3 separate regions of the Mus musculus genome follow, and regions 2 and 3 are each linked to region 1. The links are chromatin contacts, called in public HiChIP or PLAC-seq and promoter capture Hi-C maps. All regions are on one chromosome and are shown on one strand. Each heading gives the region's core, a stretch centred on a gene start, on an enhancer-like site or on the middle of the called end of the contact. The rest is flanking DNA. Distances are from core to core; before and after follow the strand shown.

Region 1 (4,829 bases), core at 281-2,780:
GTTCATTGGATTCTAAGTAACAAGAAGGCCACATGGTTGCATAGACCTTGAAGAGAGTGTCTGTGTTATTGACCACTGTTTTCTTTCAAGTCTAAGTTTCACTGGAAGGAACTGCACTCATTAGCAGGGAGACAGTCTTTGACAGGAGGAATTCTGAGACCAACTACTCCTCCCACAAGCAGTCAACAGCTTGGAATAATTCTGCCTTTCTATGAGTTAGAAAGTTGGGGGATAGAGAGAAGAGAGGGGGGAGGGAGAGGGAGAGAGGCAGGCAGGGGTATGAAGGGAGGGGAGAAATGAGCAGTAACACCCGATAAAAGCTTCACCACTTGCCTGCTAATCTGATAACACCATGATGCAAAATAGGCCTTTATCACCCCAGCATTGCCATGGCTTGCTTATGAAATTCTCAAACATTTGCTGAAGGCTTTGTCTCCAGCTGTTGGATCCCATCACTGACTGAATCATTAGTACTCTGTCCTAATGTGCGGATTAACCCCTTGATAGATTCCAAATCCTATGGTGTCATTACGAAGTACAGCTGAATTGGAGAATGTTCCAGAAGGGTTTATCATGTACCTCCGGCTTCTTGCCTGTCTCTGCGTTCTATCCACTAGGCAGTGAGCATCTCTGTTTGTCTCAGTCTTCTCTGCCTTGCCACCCGGCCTCACCACAGGCTTGAAACAAGGGAGCTAGTGGGGCATGAACAGAAACCACTGACAATGTCGGCCTGGGCTCCTTTTAAAAACGGTTTCTCAGAATGTTGGTCACAGTGTTGAAAAACACAACCAGCAAGCGAGTTTTTCTTCCTATCCGTTCAAAGCTCTGCTGGTTCAGGGAAGGCCTCTGATGGACTTTGGTTCAGTGAGAGAATGTTTAATAACCTGAAGGCTTTCTCGGGCAGAATGGAGTTCACTTCCCATCACCCGGTGTTAGCGGGTGACTTCTTAATGGGTAAAATAAGAAGCTGGAAAGAGAAAGAAGTAAGAAAGGGTGAGATGGCTCAGTGGGTAAGAGCACCCGACTGCTCTTCCGAAGGTCAGGAGTTCAAATCCCAGCAACCACATGGTGGCTCACAACCATCCGTAACAAGATCTGACTCCCTCTTCTGGAGTGTCTGAAGACAGCTACAGTGTACTTACATATAATAAATAAATAAATCTTTAAAAAAAAAAAAAAAAAAAAAGAATACTGAGTTTAATACCTCATCTTAAACTTAAACATAGATGCCCTCATTTTAAAAAAAAAAAAAAGAAAGAAGTAAGAAAGACAAACAAACAAAACAACACACACTCAAACATACCTTCTGCCTAAAAAAAAAAAAAAAAAGAAGTCAAAACATGAAGCCATCGATCCTAATTTCAAGTTGTTCTCATCTTACCAGCCAGAACTCTCGCTAACTGAAATAGAATTGTCACCCGCTGGACACAGCCTTTCCCTCTGAAAGAAAGCCAGTATCAGGATGAAGACATAATTAGGGCAGTCCCCAGGGACCTGAGGAGTAAGTATCCATTGGACAGTCTTATGTTTCAGAAGCAGAAGGAAGAAAATGACCGCAGCAGCAGCAGCAGACACAGATCAAACTTAATCACCCCTCACACAAAGGGAAAGCCTTCCTGATCCTTTAAGCTCGATTGCAGTTTATCTCTGCCTGGGAATGTGAAAAGCTGAGAAGGAATCCGATGGCAGCAGGCTGGGGTCAGGGACCATACAAGGCCTTCATGGAAACAGACTAAAGCACCAGCCAGGGGGAACAGACTAAAACATTTTGCCAGGGCAAAGCTGTGGACTGGTCCTGTCCCCACCGAAGACCAGCAATGACATGTTGGTATAACAGGTAACAATTAGTGACTTTAAAGGATTTTTTTTTCTTTTTTCAGTTTTATTTGAGGAGTGAGGAAGGGAGGGAAGCATGGAAAAAAGGAAGGTGGGAGGAAGGGAGGAGGGAGAGAGACTGGGGAGAATGTGTGCTTGTGTGCATGAAGAGACCAGAAGAAGATGCCTGATTCTCTGAAGCTGTGAGACAGCAGCCAGGGGCCTGGGAACCAAACGCTGGTCCTGTGCAAAAGCAGCGAGTGCCCCACACCGAGCCATCATCTCCCCAGCCCCTGGATCTAAGGATCCTGAACTATAACGTGACTAGTTCCCTTCAGGTGAAGTGGGCCCAATCTGCCTGTAGGCTGCTGTGCTGGAAGAATCAACAGAATCGATGGAGGTCATTTTGATTTTGAGGCTGGTTGTTTTAGGGGAAATTAGCTACAATTAATTAATTAGATGAAATTTATTAGATGAAAAGTGAGCCTTACGGGAGAGCGTGGGTTTAGTTGTGTGTGCTGCCTGGACAATGATCTACACAGCCCCTCTCCAAGGAAAACAGGAAAGGAAACGAAACCTGATTTCACCTGCAACACAGAAAGACTTGATTTATTGGGCCTCAGACTGCACCGTTTCCCACCCTAACACATTGGGAGTGTTATTTCTATTTCCTGGGTCCATTTTCCTCCATTGCTGTGAGGATTACGGAAAATAGTGCATGATGCTAAAAAAATTCCGCACATAGCATGTACTCAGGTGGATTTATTTTTAAATGTCAAATTACGAATCTATACTTAACTTTATTATATGTTATAAATTTACCCAAATCTGTGAAAGGCCGTTTTCTGCAGGTCAACAGATCCATTTTTTCTCAGGGGAGGGCTGGGGACAGGTTAAAATTCAGGTTGATGTGAGCATGAGGTTATGGGCTTGGAAGATGGCTTCCAAGACAGGGAAGGAAGTTCACTGTGGAGAAGATTTCCCCCCAAAGACCTGGGTTTATTGTAATGTATTCCCAGTGTAATTTGAAATTCAATTAAAAACCCCTAAGATTTATTATGTGTCCAAGCTTGTGTGGCTGCTGGCCTTCTGGAAACTGAAAAGGGGATGCTATGGAATGGGCGCAGGACATTTGAACAAAGAAGAATGTAGGGTTAAAGTCAATTCCATAACTTTATTTAATTTTAAGGCAAATTTAGTCTGAACTTGCATCACCATGGCCTTCAAATTTACATTCGGATATTTATTTAGAGATCTGTGTGTGTTCAAACAGACACCATAGGGCATGAGAAATCAGAGGACAACTTGCAGGAGCTTGCTCTATCCTGTCATCATGTAGAGCTGGAGGATTGAACTCAGGTCCTCACGCTTGGTGGCAGGCACCCTCCTCCACTGAGCCATCTCACCAGGCTTCACCTTTTTATTTTTTTTCTAGCAAGAGATTTGAAACATTTCACTATGCTTCAGCTAAAACCAAAAGCAATGGCTAACTTCCCTAGGATAACTGACCAAATATGTATTTTTCCAACCTTGAGGAATGTGGACAATCATACACAATGTAAAGAATTACTTCCATTTTACTTCAGCTCATTCTTTTGTTTATTTTTGTTGTTGTTGTTATTTTTGTTTTCCCTTTAACTTGAATACACTACTTAACCACCAGTAAGTATTTAGTTATGGTGCCTATATATTAAAACAATTTAAATAAAAACACAGCTTGTTTTTATATTGCCACTCTAGTGTGTTACACCAGGGAAAGGATCCAAGAATATAAATATAAAAGTTACTTGAATAGTTATTCTCACTTTCAGTTAGGGGAACAGTCCAATTTATTACTGTAATAACAGGTTGAACATAAACATGGATAGGTACAAACTGCACTTAACTGGTTTGAAAGGAAATAAACATTTTCTTCCCATGAACCTTTACCCAGTTTTGGAGCTCCAAAATATTTTGATAAAATTTCTCCTCTCATTTCATCTGACTTTGCAGTCTGATTTGAAGCCAGGTCTGGAGACAGACACTGTAGCTCTTGAAAAAAACCCAAAAAACAACAACAACAACAACAACAAAAAAACCAACTTGTTCTCACAAGATATCCAGCCAACATTTGAAGATTCAAGATGTTTGGAGAGTTGGGAATCATGATCATGGTTTTTGGAAGCCTATCTGAGATAAACATCGGTGCCAAACCTTGAGGGTCTTATTATTAGTGTAAGCATGATTCAATATGAGCTATTTATGTACTTGGCTAGTTGATATAAGATAATTAAGGTCTTTAAATTGAGAGTTAATTGGAGATATACAACATCACAGCTAAACAATTTGCTTCACAGCAGACTGGAGGAGAACAGCCTCAGAAGTGATAAGTGACAGCTATGTGGAACACTTGCCATGGCCCCGTCGTTGACAAGATGTGGTTGGTGATGGGTTGAGTCATGTGTGTGCTTCTTGCTTAGCACTATAAAAGGCCGAACGGAGGTGGGGACTTTTGCTTGTTTTGTTTATTTGTTTGTCTTTAATGTCTGAAATATGCCCTCAGTAGGTTGTATTCTCCACAAAAACAGTTTGAAATTACAAGGGCAGTATCTTTTAGATATAAGCCTGCAGGAAAGGTGATTCATACATCTATGATAAGTTTCAATTCTAAAATACTGTAAAAGGTAATTCAGGAATGTAGTAATGGCAGTGGGGAAGTGACACAGAGTGATGTAAAATCTTAGGTCTCAAGCAAGCAGTAACCGAGTTAAGGGGAAACAGACCCCTCACAGGTTTAATAAAAGACTGAGATAAACAGGACTTTAGATATGTCATTTGCTTTTATTTTGTTGGGCTGATAGGCAAAATGAATGAACTAACATTACATTACAGGCAGAAGTGAGCACTAGATGTCAAAGGTCTTTCTGGGGAGCCCTGAATAGCAGGAAAGAATCATGGATTGAAGAAGTAACAAGGAGGTTTAAAACTTAAGGCAAGATTCCGGACAGCTTTACAGAGCTCCTCTGTTCATTAAG
Region 2 (4,664 bases), core at 1,348-3,847, 220 kb before region 1:
ACCAACCGAGCCACTTTCCCAGCCTCTGAACTTTTTGTTCAATTTAAATTCAAATGGCCACATATAAGACATAGACTGAAAGATCCTTTTTTTTTAAAAAAAAAAAAAACAATTTAGTACTATTTTTTTATCTTGAAAAATATTACATTTAAAAAGAACTTCAATATTATCCAAAGTTGTGCTCACTATTAAGCAAGACTGTAAAGCGTATCTCCTGACCCTTTGTACCCACCAGGAATGCACAAGCAGTAAAGTTAGACAATGAAAACTCTCTTGCGGTTTAATCCCAGGATTCCTTCCATGCACATGACTTATTGTAGGCTATTAATAAATGACAGATAAATCATTTATGAATGAAGTGATAGATAAGTTGTTTAAACCTCTGATTGAAAAGGAAAAGGAAAAGAAAATTCGGTAAGGTTAAAACATTCCTCTGAAATTGAGGGGAGGGAGGGGAGGAGGAGGAGAGACAGACTGAGAGACAGCAACAGAGACAGAGAGACAGACAGAGACACAGAGATGAGAATTGTGTGCCCCATGCTAAGCGGTCTCATCTTCTTTCAAAATGGTTCATGATCCACGCATAGTAGATCAGTGTGTGTGTGTGTGTGTGGGGGGGTGCCTGGCAGTGAAGAACGTTAATTAGCATGCTGGACTGATGACCAGTATGTGTGGAAGCTGAATGCAGTTGCCCCTGGTATTCAGGGAAGATTGGCTCAATAGCTCCTCAACAGAAGACAAAATTATGTGATGTGCAAGAGCGCTCTCTGAGTGCCATAGTTTTTGTATATAAGCTATGCATATTCCCTAGCCTTCCATGTGTGTGGTGGGGAATAGTAGAAGGGCGTGTTTGCATCCCACTCCACAGGTACCACGGTGTATATGGAGGTCACAGGATAACGTGTGGAAGTCAGTTCTCTCCTTCTACCATTTAGGTCCTGTCTTAGTCAGGGTTTCTATTCCTGCACAAACATCACGACCAAGGAGCAAGTTGGGGAAGAAAAGGTTTATTCAGCTTGCATTTCCACATTGCTGTTCATCATTTAAGGAAGTCAGGACTGGAACTCAAGTAGGTCAGGAAGCAGGAGTGGATGCAGAGGCCTTGGAGGGATGTTTCTTACTGGCTTGCTTCTCCTGGCTTGCTCAGCTGTTTTCTTATAGAACCCAAGACTACCAGCCCAGGGATGGCACCACCCACAAGGAGCCCTCCCCGCTTGATCACTAATTGAGAAAATGCCCCACAACTGGATCTCTTGGAGGTATTTTCCCAAATGAAGCTCCTTTCTCTGTGATAACTCCAGCCTGTGTCAAGTTGACACATAAAACCAGCCAGCACAGGTCCCACCCAGGGATTGAACTCAGGTAATCAGGTTTGGCTCCAAGCACCCTTACAGGCTGAGCCATGTCCCAAGCCCCTAGTATGATTCAGAACATCTTTATGGTAGAAACACTAATGAAACATGTCATGTAAATAGTAGCTGCCCTGTATTGTTTGGGGGAATAATGGCAGGGTAAAAACATACCCATGCAATTCCTATCCAAGCCTTTCTGGTCTGTGCTTGGCTGAATCTGCACATGTGGGACCCCAGGATACAGGATACAAAGGACACCCTGGGAAAGCTTCTCGGGTGTTAACCGTTCTACTACCCAGGAATGTCCCCACCTGGCTTTAGGACTTTTAAAGCTGTAGATTGAATCAAAGGTTTTCCTCCTCTAGGAACCCCTCAATTATCTTTTCTGCTTTAGGACAAATAAGCATTTCTATATAATAACTGTTAAACTGTGAGAGCCGACTTCTAGTGACCTTCCAAAGGTGAGTTAACAGCTACAGATGTTAACTTGATCACAGATGATCACTGCCTGAAGAGAATAGGGCTATGATTCTATTATTTATTCATCTAGTCTTTTTTCTTGTTGTACTGAGTATGCATATGTCTGAGTGTGATATAGTAAATTATTCTAAAATGAAGACTGGGTAGTACTTCATAGTACATTCTGTGATGTTTAAATGTGGATGTCTGTGAGCACGTTACTCTTCTGGTATGTGTGTTTTGCATTAGTCTATCATTTTTTACTGGGCCTTGGTATTTCGTTTCTTATAGTACTTTTCTCCCTCTATTCATGTCTCCTTGTGGCTTTCTGAAGCTACTTGAACAACTTGTCCTCTCCCAATCGGTCATGTGATGCTCTGTAAATCCCTAGAAGATCCTTCAGAACCACTGGGGTAAACCCCAGCTGCCTGCTAGGCTGCCATCTTCCTTTGAGATGATGGGACATTAGGTTGGAAACTGAAGTTATTTACTATGTCGTTTGGCCCAGATTAGCAGCTGTCAGATCTTCTAATCCAGCGATAGAATCTAGGAGGGAAGTGATTTCATCCCTGAAGCATATACAGAAACTTCAAGATGACTTGGAGAATGTCTGAAGACTTACATCTTCCCAGAATGTCGGGGCCCTCTAGCCAAAGAGCAACTGTTCAAAATTTTCACCATTCTCGGAGTTACTTATTTTGGTTTAATTCTGAAAGCCCTTGAGTTCATCAGCATGCAAAAGGAATTTTCTTTGGATGTCATGACTCACACTCGGGTTTGCAGAGAAGATAAGTGTTGGGTGATGCACACAGTGTTCTGGCCAGGGACTTAACTTGACAGCAGCAAGGAAGCAGGAGCTGTGGTTGACTGTAGGGCTGGGAGCAAAGAGCAAAGCCCCTTAGCCTGCACACACACACACACACACACACACACACACACACACACACACACACACACAGAGCTAACATCTGAACACCTACAGGACTCTCCTTGTTAAGATGGAGTCCCACTGGTTAGCTGATTGATTCTCCAGTCTGCTAACTAATTCCATGCTAACAGCCTAAATTAAAAGTTAATGAAACACAGCCAGGGCCCCATTATATGTCACATGTAATGGCCTTTCATTACAAAAAAACCTGGGGCTTCATCAAAAGGGAAATGTCTGGGAGATCACTCTGGGTTGGAAGGCACCCACAGCCAGAATATCCCTGAGCTCAGTGTGCCTGCCTGCCAAGTCTCAGGGCAGCTGCTTCACAGAGTCAGGAAAAGAAATCCCCACAGGTATCCTGTGAGCAGACTGACCAGAGCTCACAAAGCAGTATTGTTTGTGGCCCAGCAGGGTCTGCTTGGGATGAGAAAAGTCTGTTGGAGTAGACTACTATGCACTTAACAGCTTCACACTCTCTAGGAATCTGCTAGGAAACTCACATTTGACATGCACTTCCAAGGGAGAAGGAGCTGGGGAAACCCAGGGTCTCCCTGTCACCTCCCAGGGGTCACCACTTGGCTTAAAGGCAGGTGCAAAGAAATCCAGACTCTCAGGCCTGGCTCGCCTTTGAAGAGTCTTTGCCTCCACACTTTGGTGGTTGCTTGTGAATTGATGGTCTCCAAGTCTCTCTCACATTGTAAACCAAGCTCCTGATGCCTTCACAGGCCCCGGGAGTTTCTTCCAGTACCTGTAACACCATGTGCAAGCACTGTCCTGAGTTGGCCTATGAGCCAGCATTGCTGTAGACTTCTGGGTAGTTTGTGCTAGAACCCGAGTCACCCTTTACAGTCCTGACTTACCAGTGACTCATTAGGACCAGGGGATGGCTATAGGTGTTCACTGTATGTGTTCTTCGAGTCCCTAGAGACAAGCTTACATAACTGTCAATACAAACACACACACACACACACACACACACACACACACACACACACACACACACACACACACAGAGTGCAGGAGAGAAATGTGACTCCTTTTAGGGGATGGTAATATTATTTTAACATTTAAACAGAGCTCATTTTGAACAATTATAGTGCAAATTCATTACTTGCTCTTTAAAAACCACATTCACATAGGCATATACATATTTAAATATGTAACCTAACTCCAGAAAGTGGACAATTCCTACAGGTTACTATTGGGTCTATCCACAGCAACATTTTCCCAATGACTGTCTACAGGAGGGAGAAAACATGAGGTAAGAGATAATGCTGGATAATTTTGTGTGTGGGGGGGGGCGGGGGGGGGAAATACAGACTCAAAGACTACAAAAGGGAAGCTAGATTGAGTAATGTAAAAAATTAATTGGTAAAATATTTATTTTGTTTTTGATGTTTCATGAGGCTGAGACCAAGCCAGACAGATGTGGATTTTTGGATTTATCACTGCAGTCAGCACACCCTGCACCTCCTCCCAATGGCACAGGCGGGATCAGGAGGAACAGTTTTTAAATTGCTTTGACCCTACAGCAAGGAGAAAATGATAATGAACACTAATGAAACTATATGAAAACCATTCGGTGGTTGTTAAGTCAAGTAAAAGAGGCTTCACAAAACTTATACTAAAAGCAGAGTAAAGAACTGTAAAGAAAAAACACCAAGACTGAGCGAGGAACAAAGCTGCAGAGAGCTAGACAGTCTACTCGAAGAACCGTGCAGGGAACCATTTTGAAGCCACACCGCTGATTGTGAATATTAAAGAAACTTCTACATGACTGTATGTGCTGCTGCAAAGAGAAAGAAAATACAAGAATATGGCACAGTTGCTTATACACGGTGCATTACATGGCTAATAATCACAAAATAGAATGCGCGTTTGCGGCTACTCCTGAGTAAGGTGTTCGGGAATAAGGGCATGTATAA
Region 3 (4,441 bases), core at 987-3,486, 240 kb before region 1:
TGAGTCAGTTTATGAAGCATTTCTAGGCTGCAGTTGACCATCTAAAGGAGACAATTTTGAGTATAATAGTGTCTAATTTCCATTTTCAATTCTCTGACTGTGACTGTGACACAACCCTTGCATGTTACAGAAGAGTGGGGCAGGTGGCACTAAGTGAAGATTATGTTTACATTTAAGGAGGTGTAGACCCAGGATGTACTTAGCATGCTACAGTCATCTAAAGGTGGTGGTCAGTCTTTGGGGTGTTGAGACTGTTTATCGCCCATCTGTCAGATCTGTGCCCAGACTCTTCTAGTTCTTATTAGATAGAGGTCTAATACGTCCTTATTCAAATGTGGGTGGTCCCCCTGTGTATCTGGAGTGGGAAGAGAAGAACAGATCTGTTCTCTACCCTAACTTAAAGCTGTCAAAGGACTTAGGTTCATTCAAGATTTTGAAAAAGCTAACTCAGGACCAATGCCTTGTATTCCTCATTAGCTGTGTCCATTTAAATAGGTTTCTAGTTATCAGGAAAGAAATTCCATAATGTTGGGTTTGTGGCACCAACCAGTGACAAGAACACAAAGCAAATCAGATGGCATTTCTTATTATGCCTAGGAGTATTTGAAACTCTTCTTCTCAAGCCATGTCCTGTCTAAACCATAGTGTAGACAAATACTAATACTACTACTACTAATAATAATATTAGTCCTCATCCATACTGTCATTCATAATGTTGCTTTGGGAAGTCTGGAAGGTGGTATTTTGAAGACACACAATGGAGGTTCTCTTCAACAACTTCAGTAACAACTTGCATATTTAAACTATACACAGTAAGGAACTCCTAGTACATAATGGATACTTGACTATTAGGGTAAGTAGTCTGCATTGTTTTTAAAGGATGCTTAAAGTCAAGGTTTAAGATAGTTAAACATTGTCTTTCAAGGTTCTTAGTAACTTCAGTTATTTTCATTTACAAAGTTTTAATAGTTACAGATAAGAGAGGGCCCACGGAGTTTCCCAGTATTCATCTTGTGTGTTTTTGTGTGTCTCTGTGTTACAAGATACAGTTTATTTATTACTTCAGCAGTTTCTAAGAGCTTCTAAGCATGTCTGCAGTTGTCTACAAAATACCACAGAAAAGGCTAGACACAGCCTGTATGTTTCTATGTTTCACCACTGTTTAATAGCTAGAGATGCGTTCACTGTCGACTTTGTGTGTGTGTGTGTGTGTGTGTGTGTGTGTGTGTGTGCGTGAGAGAGAGAGAGAGAGAGAGAGAGAGAGAGAGAGAGAAATTCCTTTGCCATTCTGCCGCATTTCTTTCCCTCTCCCAGATTGCTTCCACTCTGACACACTTCTATTCTGAAAGATTTCAGCATCGACTTCCTTATTTGGTCGCTGGAACTGCTCTTTGTCTCGTTCAAACATTCTGCTAAGCTTGCAGACTGCCTTCATCCCCGCCCCCTTGCCCACTGCTCCCCCTTCACTCACACACACACACACACACACACACACACACACACACACACACACACACACGTAGCTGGCTTCCACTGTTTGCTCTGACTCAGCCTTCTCTGAAGTTCATTAGCCAATCAGCCACCAGTTATGCCCATTTAAGGAGTACCTTCTGCAAATCAAAAGGAAAGAGAGTTTGGGAGGATTGTTACTCTGCAGCAGTCACTGGAATTCACCCCAAAGTGTGTATTTCACACCGCTGCTTTTCTCATGTAATAAGGTATGTATTAAAAAAGAAAGAAAGAAAGAAACCAACCCCAGGTAAACCGTAAAATAACCCAAACCCTCAATCCTTCTCACCCCAGGCTACTTAATTAAAGGTTAATGGCAGCATCCTGCCACTTAGCTCTGGCTGACAGAGTGTGATCTGGTTTGGTTTTCAACTTTCTCCATGCCAAATGTTCCAGCTAATACTTTAAGAAAATATGTAGCACAGGCTTAAGTGGCTCTGCCAACACATAAAGTAAAGGTCTGTGCTCCTAACCAAAGGAGACACATTTCCAATGAATTCTGTCTCCCTTGCTCTCTGGAGTTGAGAACAGCCAGGCATCCGAAGCAAGCGTGGAAGAATCCTTCCTGGCCTCTCAGCTTGGATGTGTATGGAAAAAAGCTCCCCGCTCTACATTCCCTATTTAAGAAAGAAGCTGCCCCAGCCCCATCCAATAAAACAGAGTAGTGTTTCCTTACGTATAAACAACCGAGAAATTCCTCCCAAGCAAGCACACAGCCTTTTGGGTCTTGGAACAAAGTGGCCGGTGGTATTTATTATGTCAAATAAACACATCATCCACACTGCAAAGGGGAACCTGAAACAATAAGCTGAACAAAGCAGTTTTCCAGCTTTTATTCCCTTAGCAATTAGCCTTTGTCTAACTGGACTGAAAAATTAAGAAGGAACAATATTTTTTTCAAAAGGTACCCTTATGCAATTAATATCCACAGTTTGTTCCCAAGGCTTGTTCAAAAACAAAAATAAAAACAAAAACAAAACACACACACACACACACACACACACACACACAAACACACACACACAAAACAAAACCAAAAAACCAAAACCAAAAATGGAGTTCACTTCCAGAGGCTAGAAACAAAAATATACAGGATATACTAAAGTTGGTATTATTTCTTATTTAGCCACCAGTAACGATCTTTTTTCTTCCTTTGTCCATTGTGGTAGTTGCTGAGGCCTCATTATTTGCCAGGCTTTGTGCTAGATGCTGCTACCAACACTCAAAGCTACCAGTCTGGTCATTGCACAAAGCATACTGAAGGACCCAGAAAGCATTCTTGTCCCTGTCCTGGTACCATAGTGCTTACCATGGTGAGTGATGTGGAAGCAGCAATTGGCTTACCAAGTTCTCAAAGTTTGTGCCGTGTTGCCCTTCTTTATTTAGGATACTTTGAGACGGGCTTGGATGAACTTTTGTTGGAGAAGACTCAGATCATTCTTGGCTGTAGACAGTGCATAAATGTACCTTCTGCAAGCTCAGCTCTGTGTCTGAGTACAGCCTAGTCCACATAGCAAGTTCCAGGCCAGCTAGGGCTACACATCGAGACCTTGTCTCATCTCACTGCGCATGTGCATGTACACACACACACACACACACACACACACACACACACACTCGTACTCAAATACACGCTTCCATTTATTTCTATTACTTATACCCTCAATGAGTCTCAGGTGTTTTACAGTGTGGCTTATGGGTTCAAATTTGTTTAAGTTTTACAACATATGAAACTTGTGAATTTTTTAACACCCCCACCCGTGTGTGTGTGTGTGTGTGTGTGTGTGTGTGTATGCAGACATGTACAGTGAGTTTGTATGTTTGTCAAAGTACTACCTTAGCTGTTTACTGTAGCCTCCCATCTGTTGGGACAGTCTCTGAGATTCACTGGTGCAGTAGGCCTGTGAACTCCTGGGAATTCTCCTGTCTCTGCCTCCTAGCTCACTATAGGAGTGCTGGGATGATGGAGGAACGTCACCACCTTTGGCTTTTACATGGGCTCTGAACTCAGATCATCATTGTTATACAGCACATTACCATTATGTCATCTCCCCAGTCCCAGGAAGTGGGGAACCTGTGCATCATTTTATTTCCTTCTACCACAGGAGCACCATACAGTTCTGCTAAGAGAAAACAGTGCTGTTCTAACTGGATGTGGTAGTATATGACTGCAATTCAGCTAAGACAGGAGGCCTATAATTTCAAGGTGAGCCTGGGCTAGACAAGAAATTCAGGGCTAGCCTGGACTATATAATGAACTAGTCTAGGTATAGGAAATATTGAAACTCTATGCCAGAAATATTGAACAGTGTCACCAGTATGTACTCAAGGTCTCAATCCTTGGGAATGATTAACAAATGCTAGCAAAACCCAGAAGGACAGACTGGAAACAACTATCTGTTGTTCCTTCATTTCATGCTGCCTCTTCGGAAGAAAGAGCTTACCCGTTGACTCTGTTTCTTCCATGCCTGTCCCTGGCCTTCCTCATCCTCACCTTGCCCTGAGCTTAGGATGACTCCAGGACACTGGGAGCTCACAGAGCAAGATGGAACGGAGGTGAGCAGTTCTCAGTTCTCATACCAACACCATCACAGCATCTTTCAAATGTCTCTGGCTGAACTCATCTCATTTTCTGCACATTACTGTTGCTTTGCTCAGAACCAGGTGAAGGTTCTCATGTCTTCCTTCTATTGTGCCTGGGTTCTCAGTAAAAGGTTGGACATGACATAGCTAGAGAACACAAATTTAAAAATCTAGGATTCTGGTAAAATCATAATAGTGTCTTTGTATCATCTTGCTTTAGCTTCAACTTGATCTTACAGTTATAGTTACGGGGGGAAGGGGGTGTGGATACTACCTAGATCTTCAAACATGAGGTCAGAAATATATCAAGATATATGCCAAAATTATTTTTTTCACAGGGATTGCCTTT

What was found. Promoter capture Hi-C pulls out the DNA fragments that hold promoters and counts their contacts. HiChIP or PLAC-seq counts read pairs in DNA pulled down with a chosen protein or histone mark.
Region 2: an H3K27ac HiChIP or PLAC-seq map of extraembryonic endoderm stem cells shows a contact between it and region 1. The contact joins two enhancer-like sites. A contact is called at or near these places in 3 of 39 promoter capture datasets (cranial neural crest, frontonasal cranial neural crest and second pharyngeal arch cranial neural crest) and 2 of 115 datasets of contacts at active chromatin or transcription factors (extraembryonic endoderm stem cells and trophoblast stem cells).
Region 3: a contact with region 1 is called in a promoter capture Hi-C map of cranial neural crest. The contact joins two enhancer-like sites. A contact is called at or near these places in 1 of 39 promoter capture datasets (cranial neural crest), 1 of 484 Hi-C or Micro-C datasets (ventricular fibroblasts) and 6 of 115 datasets of contacts at active chromatin or transcription factors (embryonic hindbrain, embryonic limb bud, extraembryonic endoderm stem cells and 3 more).

Annotation. Positions count from the first base shown.
Region 1 is chr8:61,847,256-61,852,084 of GRCm38.p6, forward strand. The region is part of intron 2 of Palld (palladin, cytoskeletal associated protein); the gene reads right to left. Among named protein-coding and RNA genes, the nearest start is that of Palld, 53 kb to the right of the region's middle. Within about 2 kb of position 1,531, at least 16 of the 459 cell types and tissues checked have an H3K27ac peak or open chromatin away from gene starts, as enhancers often do. A contact at or near this core is called in extraembryonic endoderm stem cells, where this site is marked.
Region 2 is chr8:61,626,519-61,631,182 of GRCm38.p6, forward strand. The region is part of intron 10 of Palld (palladin, cytoskeletal associated protein); the gene reads right to left. It overlaps Gm35254 (a long non-coding RNA gene), which reads left to right. Exons shown (of 2, transcript XR_001778560.2): 1 at 1-4,000; 2 at 4,146-4,664. Among named protein-coding and RNA genes, the nearest start is that of Gm35254, 8.4 kb to the left of the region's middle. Within about 2 kb of position 2,598, at least 40 of the 459 cell types and tissues checked have an H3K27ac peak or open chromatin away from gene starts, as enhancers often do.
Region 3 is chr8:61,605,510-61,609,950 of GRCm38.p6, forward strand. All of the region lies in intron 10 of Palld (palladin, cytoskeletal associated protein), which reads right to left. Among named protein-coding and RNA genes, the nearest start is that of Gm35254, 13 kb to the right of the region's middle. Within about 2 kb of position 2,237, at least 210 of the 459 cell types and tissues checked have an H3K27ac peak or open chromatin away from gene starts, as enhancers often do. A contact at or near this core is called in extraembryonic endoderm stem cells, where this site is marked.